Linked DNA regions of Gossypium hirsutum: regions 1, 2 and 4 are each linked to region 3. The links are chromatin contacts, called in public Hi-C maps. All regions are on one chromosome and are shown on one strand. The core of a region is the stretch at or near the end of the contact, and the rest is flanking DNA. Distances in the headings are between cores, read along the strand shown.

The links. Hi-C and Micro-C count contacts between places; a contact is called where the count stands out from the background.
Region 1: a contact with region 3 is called in a Hi-C map of leaf, with 4 times the contacts expected there. The contact joins two enhancer-like sites. A contact is called at or near these places in 2 of 34 Hi-C or Micro-C datasets (both in leaf).
Region 2: a Hi-C map of leaf shows a contact between it and region 3, with 2.5 times the contacts expected there. The contact joins the promoter of LOC107921006 here to the enhancer-like site in region 3. A contact is called at or near these places in 2 of 34 Hi-C or Micro-C datasets (leaf and petal).
Region 4: a contact with region 3 is called in a Hi-C map of leaf, with 4 times the contacts expected there. The contact joins the promoter of LOC107922546 here to the enhancer-like site in region 3. A contact is called at or near these places in 5 of 34 Hi-C or Micro-C datasets (all in leaf).

Annotation. Positions count from the first base shown.
Region 1 is chrD01:21,017,843-21,021,581 of Gossypium_hirsutum_v2.1, forward strand. No RefSeq gene overlaps it. Among protein-coding and RNA genes, the nearest start is that of LOC107921460, 11 kb to the right of the region's middle. Within about 2 kb of position 1,384, at least 7 of the 9 cell types and tissues checked have an H3K27ac peak or open chromatin away from gene starts, as enhancers often do. A contact at or near this core is called in leaf, where this site is marked.
Region 2 is chrD01:21,096,139-21,100,432 of Gossypium_hirsutum_v2.1, forward strand. It overlaps LOC107921006 (pentatricopeptide repeat-containing protein At4g14190, chloroplastic), which reads right to left and starts at 1,428. Exons shown (of 2, transcript XM_016850858.2): 1 at 854-1,428. The coding sequence starts at 1,078.
Region 3 is chrD01:20,859,565-20,863,232 of Gossypium_hirsutum_v2.1, forward strand. No RefSeq gene overlaps it. Among protein-coding and RNA genes, the nearest start is that of LOC107922081, 33 kb to the left of the region's middle. Within about 2 kb of position 1,442, at least 2 of the 9 cell types and tissues checked have an H3K27ac peak or open chromatin away from gene starts, as enhancers often do. A contact at or near this core is called in leaf, where this site is marked.
Region 4 is chrD01:20,661,556-20,665,628 of Gossypium_hirsutum_v2.1, forward strand. It overlaps LOC107922546 (MFP1 attachment factor 1), which reads left to right and starts at 2,083. Exons shown (of 1, transcript XM_016852629.2): 1 at 2,083-2,857. The coding sequence starts at 2,212. The coding sequence ends at 2,685. It overlaps LOC107921189, which reads right to left and starts at 1,219. Exons shown (of 5, transcript XM_041087295.1): 1 at 650-1,219. The coding sequence starts at 718.

The DNA.
Region 1 (3,739 bases), core at 134-2,633, 160 kb after region 3:
ACCCTCCCGAAAATTCACATATTTTGCTGGAGACTCGGCCATAATATGCTGCCTACATATGAAAAAATATTCAGTTTTCACACTGGTTTTGATGATAGCTGCCCGAGATGGGGGAAAGAGAGGGAAACTCTCATTCATGCTCTGAAAGACTACCCGAAGGCTCATAAGGTGTTGAAGGCTGGAGGTTTTGACAACAAGATTCTGAATGGGAATTATCTCTGTTGTGCTGACTGGATTGAGGATGTTGCGAGAGTACTGGATACCAAGGCGGTGTCTGACTTCGGCTCCATTTGGATGTGAGATGGAATTTTAAAGCATATGCATTTTTATTGTACCCTTTTTGTTGTTTAGATTATTAATGGTGAGGTGCATCTCCACCATCTCATCACACTTCTGCTCAATTTTCAACTGGAGTGAACTAGGGCAATGGGTGAACTGGGCAACCAGTGAAAGGAGTAATTTCTTTTTTGCCCCTGCAATCCTTTTAAAAAAATTATATATGTTAATTTTATTTTATTATTATTTTAATCATAGATTAATATTAATATGTTTTATTAATCAATATAAATATAATTTCTAATAATTTTTTAATATAAATACAATTTTAATATATTTTATCTATTAAATAATTTAAATTTATTATATAATTTATTAAAATATTTATAATAAAATATTAAAAAATATATTTTAATATTTTATTAAATTAATTTATAAATTCACATATTTTAATAATTTTATAAAAGTAAAATAATTTAAAAAATTTTATTATATATCAATTTTAAAATGATGTCCTTAATAGTTATTTTTTATTCTCATCTCACTGCTACAGCTGCGTTTGAATCCAAACACACACTTCACCATTATTTTTAATCTCACTGCTAGAGTATCCAATCTCACCGTTAAAGTAACTAATCTCATCGCCACCGCTATTTTTAACCTCATCGGAGCTAAACACACCACCCGTCCAAACTAAGTCTTTTATCACTGTCCCTTGGAATGTCTGGAATAGCAGAAATAATAGTATCTTCAGGGGTTTGAGGAAGACGCTAAAGTTACCTAGGACCGGGCAGCGACTTTGAGCAAAGACTTCCGGATTTGTAACTTTTTGGAAGACCCGATACTTTCGAGAAAGCCGGAGAATAAAACCTGGAAGAAGCCGCCTCAGGGTATGATAAAAATAAATTTTGACGCCTCTGTTCATGGGAAGTCTGCTTACTACGGGTTGGTGGCCAAGGATGATGATGGTTTTGTACTTGGTGGGAGCATGGGTTTTGTGAATAAGGAGTTGCAAATTGAGTGGGAGAAGATGCAGGCCATGGAAGAGAGCATTAAATTTGCTCGGTCTAAAAATTGGAATTTAGTGGAGTTGGAGTCTGACTGTGCAAGTCTTGTCAACCGGTTCAACAGAAGGCAGGAAGATCTGACGATGTCGGGCCATCGCTTGCGGGAAATCCAGATGCAAACGAATTTTTTTAATCAGTTCAATTTTAATTGGGCCCCACGTTGTTGTAATAAGGTTGCTAATGCTCTTTGCAATTGGGCCAAAATGAATAATTGTTCTACGGTTTTTAATATGGATTATCCGACGGATATCCATGAAATTGTATTGAATGATGCCATTAATTGAAGTTTGACTCTCGAGTCCTTTTATCAAAAAAAAAAAATTATAACAATCCCAAAGCATAAAAATCATTAAAAACTAACCTCAAAATTGATCTCATGCAAAGACTTCCATTGCTGAAACTTCAAGGTGTTAAAGATGGAGTTTCTTTAATTTTGATCAATTATAGGCTAGGAAGATGATACTTTTAATTAATTTGTTTTTTTACTTAATTAACCTTATTATAAAACCATTAAATCGTCCATAATTGTCCACTCATAAAAAATGGTATATTTACCACATAAACCTCTTTACGAATTAATTTAATAGCTATTTAATCCCTTTGACTTATAGAACTCAAGTTTTACACCCTATGCGATTTAGTCCTTTTTATCGAATTAAGCATGCAAACGGTAAAATTTCTTAACCAAATTTTTATACGATAATACTAATGTGCTGTAGAAATTAAAATAATAATAAAATAAATATTTTCACGTCATATTTGTAATCCCGAAACCACTATTTCGATTTCCCTAAAAATAGGTTGTTACAGGTTAAACTTGGTTTAATACCATTTGAGAATTATAATTTTGATGTTATATCAAATCTTACTTTGCTAAAGTTGCTATGTTGTGCCATGTTAGGTGAAATTGTTTTTGCTAAATGATTTATATCTGTTAAATGATTAAGGTTAAAAGGAATGGCCTAATTGATATTTGATATTGTATATTGTGATTGGAAATGGTTAAATGAAATTGGAATGATGTAAATGTTTCTTATTATGCTCAATGGTTCGATGAAATGGTATTTATTTGGATTGAATTGTATAAATTGGAAATGCTATATGACTAAAATGATGACAGGTGTTCCAAAAATGATATGTTATATAATGATAGGATGATACAACTGAAGTATATAAATATTTGATGAAACTGATTAAACAACATTGAATTGAGTTGAATGATACTGTATAAATGGAATTACTTTAAGACTGCATCTGATGATCTCACCTTATTATTGTTAAATGTGGCACTAGGAAAGTCATGTAGTAGCTAAATTTGTATAATAATAGTGATCGAGGTGACTTTACTTTTTTTAATTCCTATGAACTTACTAAGCATTCGTAATGCTTACTCTATTTCATTTTCTGTTTCTATAGTTGGCATTTTATAGAACGTGTCTGTCGAATCACTCTAGAGCTTACACTATCCAGCTTCTGACTCGATAGACTTTGAATCATCCTGGAATCGATTATGTGGCATGTGTTTAGGTTTTAATGTGTTTAAGTGTTTATTTTGGGATGATAGTGAAATGATTCATATATATAATGCTTGTGTTGAATGTGCATATGATATGTATATAGTTTTGATGTGTATAAGAGTTTACTTGGAATAAGGATGACTTTAATCCTTAAAAGGCATTTGAATTGAATGCTTAATTGGCATGTTATAATTGAGTATAAAGGTAATATCATAGGTTATAATTAACGCATTTGAATGGCTAAATGTGTTTGTACAAATGGTAATAATTTGATGAGAATGGTACCTAATTGTTTGATAGTTTGTTTAGATTGAAATGATCATTGTGTATTGGTACCATTGAGGCATGTTAGTTAGTTGATTAAGAAGTTGATTTATGGTATGTTTTGGCTTGGTTTTGTAATGTTTTGAGTAGATTTACAAATTGCCAAAATGTGTTTTTGAGGCTACCTTTGGAAAATGATTTTGAAACAAGCACTATATGGTTAAATTTTGTACTACAAAGGCCGGCCACATGGCTGTGTGTCAGACATGGGCTAGCCACACGCTCGTGTGAGTACTATAGATTTGGTCAGTTATTTTTGACACGACCTTAGTACGATACACGGCTCAGTCACACGACCATGTGACCACTAGATGAAGATTTTGGTGTTTTGACCTATACGGCTTTAGAAAGTTACACAGGTTGGACACACGATTGTGTCCCCTATTTTCATGATTGTCCTTATCGCTTGAAAATGTTTTAATTTGATCTTTATTTGTGCTCAAGTCAACTTAAGAGCTTTCGTACGCTCGATTCAGACTCGAATCTAATTGTATATCATAATATTTGAGTGTTCATGACATGATTGATTATTTGAAAGATTTATTTATGATATAA
Region 2 (4,294 bases), core at 178-2,677, 240 kb after region 3:
CAAGAAGCAACCTGAGACTGAAGCTGGTTGGGATTCACACCAGAATCAATCAAACAAGGTCAGAAAACAATCATTGAAATTACAAATCAATAAGCATAAGAAAGAAGTATAAGAAATCTTGAGCCAACTCAAAATGTATAAACAAAAAATGCTCGTAACAGCTACACATCACAATCTTATGATCTTTTCATAGTTCAATTCATTGATTCTTGATTTATCTATGTTCTTCCACATACGAAAAACCTGTTCACAAATGCATAACCATTAAAAAATCAAAGAATAATCGAATAGAAAAACTAGAAAACATCCCATGTTTTGCAATATTCTGTATTTTCCCATCCATTTTCTATCCCTTTCTCAGTGACCAAACAGAGTGCCATTTCCATTCGGTTCAAATAAAGCATCAAAATAATCATTACAACCATAGAACCCAACTTCAAAACTCAATAAAAATCTAAATTTTAAGGACTATCTATATTTCCTATATTTTTCCCATCCATTTTTTAACCCAAATTTCTCATTTTCCATTCCTTTCTCAGAGACCAAACAAACTTTCCTTTTCATTCAGTTCAGATAAAGCATAATAATAAATCATTATATACTTATAACCCAACTTTCGTATGTAGTAAAAATTTGAACTGTAAAGACTAAATTCACTGTATTTTCCCATCCATTTTCTAACCAAACTTTTCCTTTTTCCATCCTTTCTCAGAGACCAAACAAGGTCCCATTTTCATTAAGCATCATAATACATCATTACATCCTTAAAACCCAACTTCCAAATTTAGTAAAAATCTGAACTTTAAGATCACAAAATTATTAAAACACAGAGAAAGAGCAAAAAGAAAGGAACCTGGAGGATTTCATTGGATCTGAAGGCATGCTTGAGAAATTTAACTGTAGCCCAGAAATCATTTTTGGTCCAATCTCCATCATCTCCAAGTATTTGCATAGGGCAAGAGCCCTCATTCTCTGGCTTTTCAATTAAAGCCATGAGCCTCCGGTGTTGATGGTAAGTCTCAACAAGAAGCATGGTATGGCTTTTGGAAGAGCAACCATCCGGCGATCGCCGCGGCATTGATGGTGATGAGCGAAGAGAGGAACAATGCCCGGTTGATTTTGGGAAGTGGGTTTGGATGAGAATCGATGGAGGAAATGAAATGAGAAGGAAATGAGAGGCTGACCCAAGAAAATGAATGGAAAATGTCTTACAGAAATAAAATCTGTAAATAGAAAATATTTTTCGCCAATCAAACGTCGGAAAAGTTGGAAATAATTTTTCAAAAAATTAATTCCACCGATCAAACAGACCTTAAAAGTTTTTTTAGTCACTCGCATCTTCAACCACTGCCAATATTTCTTATTTCATTTACTATAAACATGAAACCTAAGCGATTGAAAAATAAAACAAAGAAAAAAAAGTGAGGAAACCTAAGAGAAGAAAGATGAGATTGGGCCCTTTTGTTCTGTACGGTAAGTGGGGTCAGTCAAACTGGTAGATTTGATTGGGCTACAAGGCTTTCAATAAAAGTGAAAACTAATCTAGCATTGGGTCTACACATTTTGATGGGGTTTCATTTACTAATTTGGATAATGTACCTATACATGTCTTCATTAAGAGGCAATCACATTAAGGTCAAGGCTACATTAAGAACGTGATAGTGTACCCTTGTATACCCACTAAATGACGCAAGCCACACGCTACATTCAACCGAGACTATAAATTTTTTAAAAAAACATTATAAATTTTACCAAAAAAATTTATAAATAGAAAGAAAAAATCTCAAAACTTTTCATTAATTTTGATAAATCCATAATCCTATACATAAATTTTGATTTTGTCTAAGTTTATAATAAAATTTATTATTCATATTTCACAATACAAACATAATTATCAATATAAAACCATTTTACATTTACATACCGCTTAAATGAATAATTATTTTTATCTAATATATAAAAATAAATTGATTGTGGAATATGTCTCGCATTTTGGTCAAATTAAGACACAAACAGACAGCGGCATCGTGACAAGGAGCCATGCGATGTCACGAGAACGCAATGAAAAAACAAGGAGAAGTAGAAATGATGTCACGACAACACAATAAAGGACGTGGAGACGTGGCGACTTGTCATGTAATTTTCTCAATTTTCTTCTTCAACTCAAATTTCGATTATTTGTCTTAATCTAACTCTGATTAGTGTAGATTATTTTAAGATAATTTAACCTACGAATTTAGCCTATAAATAGGTCATTTTCTACCCTAGAAAGATTAACCCATAACATATTTAAGTATTAACTTTTACAAGCTTTCAAGGAACGGGTCATCCAGTAAGACAATCGGTGTAGGTACCGCTCAGATCAGGATGCATAACAAGACAAATAGGACACTATTAGATGTCAAACATGTACCTGATTTAAGGAAGAATCTCATCTCCTTGAGTATGCTAGACTCGAAGGGTTGTAGAATTAACATCAAGTCAAACGACATTAAAGTTTCTCATGGAGCTTTCATTCTGATGAATGGTCAAAAGACAGACAATCTTTATGTTTTGCAAGGTTCAACGGTGACTAGTAAAACAACAAATCCCTTGTCTGTTAATGAGTCAGAGTCGACTGGTTTGAAGTAAAGGCAATTTGGTCATAGAAGAGAAAAAGGTATGACTATTTTGAATAAGTTCGCTTTGGGTACAAGATTTGAAAAGACAGAGCACTACATTCGTGCAAAGCAGGCCTGAGTCAATTTTGATTTGATAGTCCACAAGTCAAAGACTAGAAGTCTTTCGATTTCAAAGTTCAAGCATGGCTTGGACTTAGTTAATATCTTGCAAAGTTCAAGATAGGCCCGTGGCGGGATCGATAAAGAAAGCATTATGGAAATACGAGTCAAGGTGGAGAATTGTGGAGTATGCCTTGCATTTCAATCAAATTAAGACATAAACAGAGAGCAACGTCACGACAAGGAGCCATGCAACGTCACAATGATGCAACGATGAGACAGGGGAAAGAATAAACGGCGTTGTGACGACACAATAGGAGACGTCATGATGTAGCGATGTGTCATGCAATTTTCTCAGTTTTTTTCTTCCAGTCAAATTCCGATTATTTGTCCTAGTCGAACTTTGATTAGTGTAGATTATTTTAAGATTATTTTACTTATAAATTTTGCCCATAAATAAGCTCCTTTCTACCTTAGAAAGATTAACCCATAAAACATTTAAGTATTAGCTTTTACAAGCTTTCAGAGAATTGTGTGTTTATATTTTTAGGGTTCTTATTTTTGAGTTTCGGGGTTTAGTTTTTATCTCCATATTTGTGCTCTTCGTTTTTGTCGATTTAATGAAATTATATTTTCCTGTGGTTTTTTATCCTCATCGAAGGGGTTCTTTCACGTAAAATTTGTGAATTTGATCTTTTCAATTTCTTCGTTCTTTTACTTATTCATTGTTTATACAAGTCGATCCTTAACATAGATTTATTTATTTCTTGAAATGTGTATGGTTGAACCAAAATCAAAATCAAAGTTTCATATATACATTTGAATCACAATCAAGTTTCATGTGTATGATTACACCAAATCAAAGTTCATATATCAAATTGTACATTGGATCAAAGTTTATATATAGTTTTGAAATTTATTCCTAAATAATATTTATGTATTGTTTAATAATTTAAAAAATAAAAAAATAATTTTATAAGTATTAAATTTATATTATAAAATTATTTGATATATTAACAAAAATTAAGTAAATAATATAATAATACATAACATTATTATATTATTTGATAAAAATAAATCATAGATTTCAACATTTATTTTTTTTCCTAATTCTAATCTTATAAAGTATAATATTTTATGTTATTTAAATAAATTTTAAATATAATAATCTAAATAAATATTTTAAAAATACATAATTTCACTCAAATATTTTTTTAAAATATAAATTTTAAATATAATAATCTAAATAAATTTTTTGCATGGCATGAAAAAACAAGAGAAAGGAATGCAATTTTTTTTTCAAAATTTTAGAATCCCTAAAAGAAGCTTTTTATTTACTGGGTCGATATACATCGATGGGATGGGAAAATAATAAATTTAATAATATTTAAATAAACTTGATAGCATTTATCTACTTATCTACATCAAATATTATCCGGTTTAGGGAAAATGAAGGTTCCTTTTTAATGCATGAAATGGGATGAAAGGGAGGTTTTTATATAGTGGTTGGGGAAGGGGTTGAGGAAGGGTTTTGGCCAATGAAGAGGGAACCATTGGGATGACAATTAGGATTG
Region 3 (3,668 bases), core at 192-2,691:
CGTAGTGGAAAAGACCAAGCCAGACCCCGCCAACATTGCGCTAAGGTTGCGACAGTTATAACATGCGTATAAAGGGACACCCTTAGAGGCCACACCTCATGGATCATGTCGGTTATGTCTGTATCAAAGTCTACATTAAAATTTTTGTAAATAACTATCAAGTTTATTACAGTATCAATTTTGTACAAATTTATTTCGTAAATGTCATGAGTAGAAATTAAAATTTTAAATCTGATAATGTCTAAGTACATAATTAAATTAGTTTAAAAATTTGTTAAGTTATGCAAGTTGATTATGACATTCAGAACTCGGACTTGATGATCGGGTTGGGCATAAAGTGTTACAGTAAAAGTGGTGCCTCCCTCGATTCTGTCATTGAGAACCATCGATTCATCTCTGACTCGTTCACCTAATTTCCATCTCTGTTTTGGTACTTTTTGCTCTGTGTCGAAACTCTCGTTCCTAGTCTGCCTCAAATCTACCACACCGCTAAAGTTTTTAGTTCGCTGTCAAAATATGTCTTCAATGTCAAAGATCTAGGGACGTATATGATACGTCTCCATTTCCTTTGATTCAGTTCATCAAGATTGGATCTGGGTAACTCTCGATTTCACGTTTTGGTTAATAGGTTAGTAGCTTTAACCAATTTTAGCGATGGGGATATAGTAATCCTAAAATTATATAATATTTTCTTTGGTTTAACTCAGAGAAGCTTGAAATTCATTTCGTTTTGGTTGTCGGTGTTGTCAATTTTAAAGATCGTCTCTTTCACCTTCTTTCTTCTTCTTTGCTTCTCTGTTCTCTTTATTTTTTGAATCCTTTCGGCTACTGGTGTTGTCAATTTGATGGATTTGGCATTTGGGTTTGACTTCGAGTAATGGGGGCTTTTGAATCGTTAGGTTGCTATGGTGGGAATGATGAAACAGAGTAGATGGTTGTGGTGGTTTTAGGGTGATGGTTGAGTAATAATGGTACGATGAAATATCAAAGGAAGTGGTAAAGCTTGGGAGCAAGCTATGGTGGGGTAAATGGAGTAATAATATGCATTTATATAATATTTTTATCAAAACATTTATATAATTAATATTAAAAATTATTATTTAATTATATTTTTCATTATTAGTAATTATTTAATTTAATACAAAATATAATTTAATTTAAATATTTTTACAATATATTATTAATATACTTAAAATATTTTTTATTTCTAAGGGTAAAATTATCATTTGTGATCATTCCATATCTGTTCTGCTCAACTAAACGTATGAATACCATTACAATATTCATTTTATTTAATCTAACCAAATCACTGTTATGCCTATTTAATTTTATTATAGTCATATTTCATTCTCACAAAATGACTACGTTAAGATATAAATTTTATGATTACTTTAGTCAATGAAGAAATAGTTTAAAGGATACATATATTTTAAGCGTGTGATATTGAAGCCACATGATAGGCGGAATCCAAGTAGTGATCGTATACGACAGGGAATCCCAATTTTAGTCATAACATGGAATCTCTTTCTTCACTTTATAATTTGTCGTTGTTTATTAAAGAAATCAAAATACCATTTGTCATTCTCACAATGAATCCATTTCCATTACGCCTTTGACATTCATTCCTCACCATTTACATTATAATCTCTTTTTATCTTTTTCTTATACCCAACACTTCATATTAATCCTATCTTTTTTCCCAATTAATATATTTATATGTCGATTTTAAATGTTTATAATGTTAAATTTAATCCTAATCCTTATATATTTTAATTTAAATTATTCTTTTTAATGCAAAAATTAATTGAACTATTAAAATTTTAATGATAATAACGTGATAACCCATGTGGGATCTATATGTATTTTATTGCTACTATGAATAGTTTTAAAAAACATTTTATTAAAATTTTTAATTTTGTTTATTTTTAATTTTTATAAAATACATAAGGATTATTATACGTTATCATGTCAATACTATTAAAAAGAATATTTTAACTAAATTTTAAAAAATTGAGATATAAAATAATTAAACAAGAATTCGGGGGATATAAAGGTTAATTATGTTTTTTTTTAATAATGTGTTCATCTAAAATTATTAGATTGGGTTTGAAATGAAAATAACAAGGATTCATTTGTCCAAAGGAGTCTAAGAAAACAAGTGCCTTTGTTTTTATGCTGAAATTTGTTGGATGTATATGTTATATTTGTTAATAATAATCACAACTACCACTTAACAATGAAGATTCCTTTTTTTTTTGTTATTTCTTGAAGCAATTTGGCAACTCAAATTGTTTAACCTAAGCCACCAATTGACACTGAAAAATATCCAAACTAGCCATATAAGAAGACAATGAAGATTTCTATGCCACCATGGGCTTGAATTTCATGCTCATTTGCCTTTACTAATTTTACCCAATATGTAAGGTATTTTCTTACATCAATAAGTGGGTGGTTGCGACTTTCACAAATATGTATGTAGGTATTAGTACTGATTCACTATTAATCCAGAATTTTCTCTTTTGTTTAGAGAAAATTTGGGCTGATTTTGTGGAAAAAAAAAAGCTGGATGCTAAAGGATCACTTTGGTAGTCTCAAATTTGGGCTGCCTTGTTTTGTTTTAACGTTTTCCATTGAGCTTTTGGGGACCCAAAACCAAATGCCCAAACCAGTTTATTTTCAAAATATTTATGCTCAAATTGACCCAGTTTTTCAACAGCCTTGTTTCTATATTCCAACGGGTTTCAAAAAAGTGTATATATGTTAAGGTATCCGATCTTCAAAAATTGTAGTTAATTTATTTATTTATTTAAGTAAATGATTAATATCATTAAAATACACTGATGTAGCACTAACGATTAATAAACTGATAACACAAGACAGTCTCATATTTTAACACATGGTAAAAAGAAATTTATTAAAATTTTATTAAAAAAATTTCACATTTCAAAATATGAGGCTGCCTCGTTTCACTAGTTTATAGATCATTAATGCCACATCAATGTGTTTTATTAGCATTAGTTAAATACCTTAAAAAAATTAAGTTAGCTGACAGTTTCAAAATTTAGGTACCAGTTAGGTTCAATAAAAAATTTAGGTATCAAGTAAGTATACATTACCAAGTTCAGGTACCTCCGTATGTATTAATCTTTAAAAAAATTTCAAACTCACTATTCTTTTAATAGTTACCCATTTTTTAGATTTATTTTTATTTAATATTTAGTAATTATATATTTTATTAATATTTTTAATTTTATGAAATTTCTAAACATAAACAAGTTAGCATATTTTTAGTATTTACTATTTAATTTTTGTATGCTATAAATTCCATAGTATTGATAAAATAACATATTATATATTTAAAAATAGACCATAATAAATTTAGTTTTTGGTCCAAATCTTTTTTTTTTTACATAATATTAATATAATTGTTGGATCTACATCTTAACTAATATATAATACTTCATTTAATTTAAAAATAAAATAAATATTTTCAGAATTCTTTTTTATTTAACCTTTATTTTATGTTGCTTTTAAGAAAAAAAATTTCACTTATAATAAAAATTTCTATTATCAACAGATATAATGATAAAATGCATTATATTGTTAAAGAGAGAACGAGGTTCAAACCTTGAATAAAATACTATTGAGAGTGACAGTTACGAACTTTA
Region 4 (4,073 bases), core at 833-3,332, 200 kb before region 3:
CTAATTTGCTCTTTGACCTAACGTACAGGGACTAATTTGCGCATTTTTTGAGTAAATGGGGCAAAACGCAATCTGACTACTAGTACATGAGCCTCCATGATATATTTACTTATAAAAGTATTTAGTACAAAAGTGAAAAGGGAAATATCAGTAAGTAAAACAAGATTTCAAAAGGAACATAAACAAATTTGAACATACATGTAAAATTTAGTCTTTAATTTAGCTGAAAGAACACAAAAAGCAAATGCTGTGTAGTTTGTCAATAGCTAAGAACAGTAAAATCAACAAAAGGAGCAATCAATAAGAATCAAATAGTATAAAAAATTTTAAAAAATACAAACCCATTTAAATTTGAACTGAAAGAACACAAAAGAAAAGACTATAATTTGCAAAGACCTAAGAACAACAAAATCAACAAAAGGGACAATCAATAAGAATCAAGCAGTACAGAAAAAGTAAAAACAGACAAACCCGTTTTAATTGAACTGAAAGAACACGAAATCGAAGACTGTAATTTAAAGAATTAAGAACAAGTAAATCAATCAATAAGAATCAAATAGTAAATAAACTAAAAAAAATAGAAAGAAACCCATTTAAATTTGAACCATTTTCAAACCAATCAATGTGTATACCTTAAGGAAAAACCCACCCATATCATAACACATGTTGCTTTTGTGGATCCTTCACAAAACTCACTCGAAGTTGAAACACCTATCATTTCAATAATTACCCAACAATCAAAAACTATCAAATTAACAAGAAGAAGAATAATAAAAAGAAGAAGAAGATAAAGAAGGGACTTTATAGCCAGTATAAATATCAGATGCTCGAACCCAAAATTGAAATGAACGATGCCAAGGTCTTAAATTGAGTCTGGATTTTTTCCTTGTTGAAGATTTTGCCCCTAATTAAGAAATTTCTATGATCTCTATTCCTATGAGGAAAAGATTAAAAAAGTTGGTGAGGGGCAATGGTGTTTAAGGCTTTGTAAATGGAGAAGGTATTGAAGGTGGATGTTGTAGTTGAAACTGCAGAAAGGATGATGATGAAAAAATGAGGGGGGGGAAGGTAATCTTTCAACATTCCTACTGTGCTCTGAATGACAATTCAGAGGGTGGGGCAAAGAATGCTATTCAACCTCTATTCAGTGGCATTCCATTTAATTAAACAAGGGTTTGTGGTGGGCTCATAGAATTGAGTTGTAATTACATTGAATCAAACAGGGTGTTAATGAATGTAGTTTTTATACAATTAGTCAAATAGATAACTTGAGCATGGTGATTTAGCTTTGCTTACAAGTCCTCTAGACGTTGCAATTAGAAAAAAAGTGATGTTAAAATTCGAATTTTGGAAAACAACATATATTATATTTAAAGGTATTTATGTTTTTTATATTTTAATAAATATAAAAAATTATATGCTTACGATGGGATTTAAATCGAGGCATCTTAATATTTATCCTCTGATTTTTATCATTTTAACCAAAAGTCATATTTAATTTTTATACATAATGTGTGTGCCATAATTTAGTATTATATTATCTATAAAAAAATTAGTATTATATTCAAACCAAAATCATAAAAAAATATGTTATTAATAACATTATGATACATGACATTAAATAAAAAGTTTCTTTGTAGGTTTATCTTGAACTGACACATTAAATATTTTATGATAATTTGACCGTGATATTTGTAATTATGATAAAATTTTATTAATATAATATTTAAACTAAATAATAATTAATTTATTATTAATTAAAATATATTTAAATTACTTTATATATAATTCTACCGAAACAAAAATATTACTGAATCACTTATAACATTATAAATAATAAATAAATATATTTACAAAGCAGTTACAAAATACATATTATTTATTATAGAACTCAAAATAACATTATTTTTAATAAATTTATAATATAAATAAATAATTATAGAAAGTATGGATATGCAAGATATTAATCTTTTAAATATTATACAAATATAAATTTTTAGAATATTTTACATATTTTACTTATCTTTAAATAATAAATAAATGTAGATATAAATGGGGAAAGTTGCTCGGCCCATATTCAATCCCCTTTCTTATATACTAATTACTAATTATTGTTTTAATTTTTTATTGGCTTAAAAGAACTTCCCCTCGCAAACTCGAAATCCCCCCATTACTCTCCGGTCACTGCCCAAAAGTTCCAAACCAAAAGAAATGGCCGAAACTGAATCTACCACCACTGCTCAAGACTCAGCCACCGCAGAAACGGAGCCCCACCAGACCCAGGCTCAATCGCAAATAGATGAAACCGCCGCCAAGCTCAATAACCTTACTCTCCGAATTTGGCCCCCCACTCAACGAACCCGCGATGCCGTTATCAACCGTCTTGTCGAGACGCTCTCTTCCCAATCTGTACTTTCCAAACGCTACGGCACCATCCCTGAGGACGAGGCCTCCTCCCTGGCCAAATCTATCGAGGGGGAAGCTTTCTCAGTCGCCGGTGCGGCCTTCTCCCCCGACGATGATGGCATCGAGATCCTTCAGATGTATTCCAAGGAGATCAGCAAGCGTATGCTCGATACTGTCAAATCTCGCGCTGCTACTGGTGCCGCCGCCGATGCTCCGTCAGCCACGGAAGCAGCGAATGGTGAGGAGGTTTCATCGTCGTCCGTGAAGGCGGAGGCTTGAGTTTGAGGATCCTCGTTTCTCTCTTTCTCTCTCTGTAGGGCTTTTCTTTAGATTGATGATCGGTCTTGCTAGGGTTTTTAAAGATCTGTCTGGTTGGCTCTGGATTTTTCGAGATGCTTAATTGCCTATATACGACGATAATAAAATCTGTAACTGTAATACCATTTCTTTATCTCTTCTTTTTTTGAGGGTTTTCTGTATTGTGGAAATGTGCTTGATCTTTATGAGTTTCTTGGTTTTTGTTGCTTTATTCATAGATACAGTGCCAAATGCAGCTTAAAGGGTGCTAGATATTTTCTTCATTAACGATTTTTCCCAACTAACTCATAAGCATTCTGTACCTTTATTCACTTAGTGTTCCTCCTTCATCTGTTCAACAAACCAGAGCAATCAAGTTGAAACTTGAAAGTCTTGTACGAGTTGATGTGTAGATGAGGTTCTATGCAATAGAGGTTTCTGTATTTTATATAGATCTTATATATGGTCTTAAATCTTAATATTTCTTCAATTTGCATTTATTGTAATCCCTTTTTAGAAAAAGAAAAAGTAATTGTTGATTCAAAATCTTAATGTATTAGGAAAGATTCTTAGGTATACTAGAGCCATCAAGATGTGAAAGTTAAAAGAGATATCTGCTGTGAGCTAGAATCTAACTTCCAAGGGATAGTATAAATGCTAAAGAACAACTATGAGTAGATCTTCATGGAAACTGCATGTTCTTATGAACTGGTATGTATAGTCTCTCGGTCATCTGAGCATACAGTTTATATGAATTGAATATAGACACATGCTTTAGCGAAGTCTTCGTGTTTTTAGTTCTCAAGCTATTTTCACGTTTAGTAATTATGTAACATATGTTTACACTTCACAGTATGTTTCTTTGGGTGATTTGAATGTCATTTTCTTTTTCTGAATAGTGAATTTCTTTTCTTGCTGCATTTCAATGTTGAGTTGCTTCATACTTTTTTTTCTTATGGTTGCTACCAATCATCAATCTGCAGTTTTTGCATTTATTGAACATTTAGAAAAGCATATCAATGTAAGTGTGTAGGATCTAGTTGCCATCACAATGCAGTCAAATTTCTGTCGGCTTTCTTGATCCAACACCTACAGCTACCATCTTGATTGAAGTAATACAAATCCCCAATTTCTCTGTTGATGTCTATAATTTAGGTGGATGGCCATTCCAATTTTTCATTTTGTAGGTAAATGAGATAATCTATCTTTAAGTTGTTGATATCATGCTCCTCCTAGCTGGGGATTTCTTCACATTTGATACAGTACATCTTACTATATAAGCAAGGTTTTTGGCAATTAAGATTTCTGTAAGCTACTCTTCTCGAAAAGCCTATGTTACACTTGTGTCCTTTCAGTTCTTTTCTTGCATT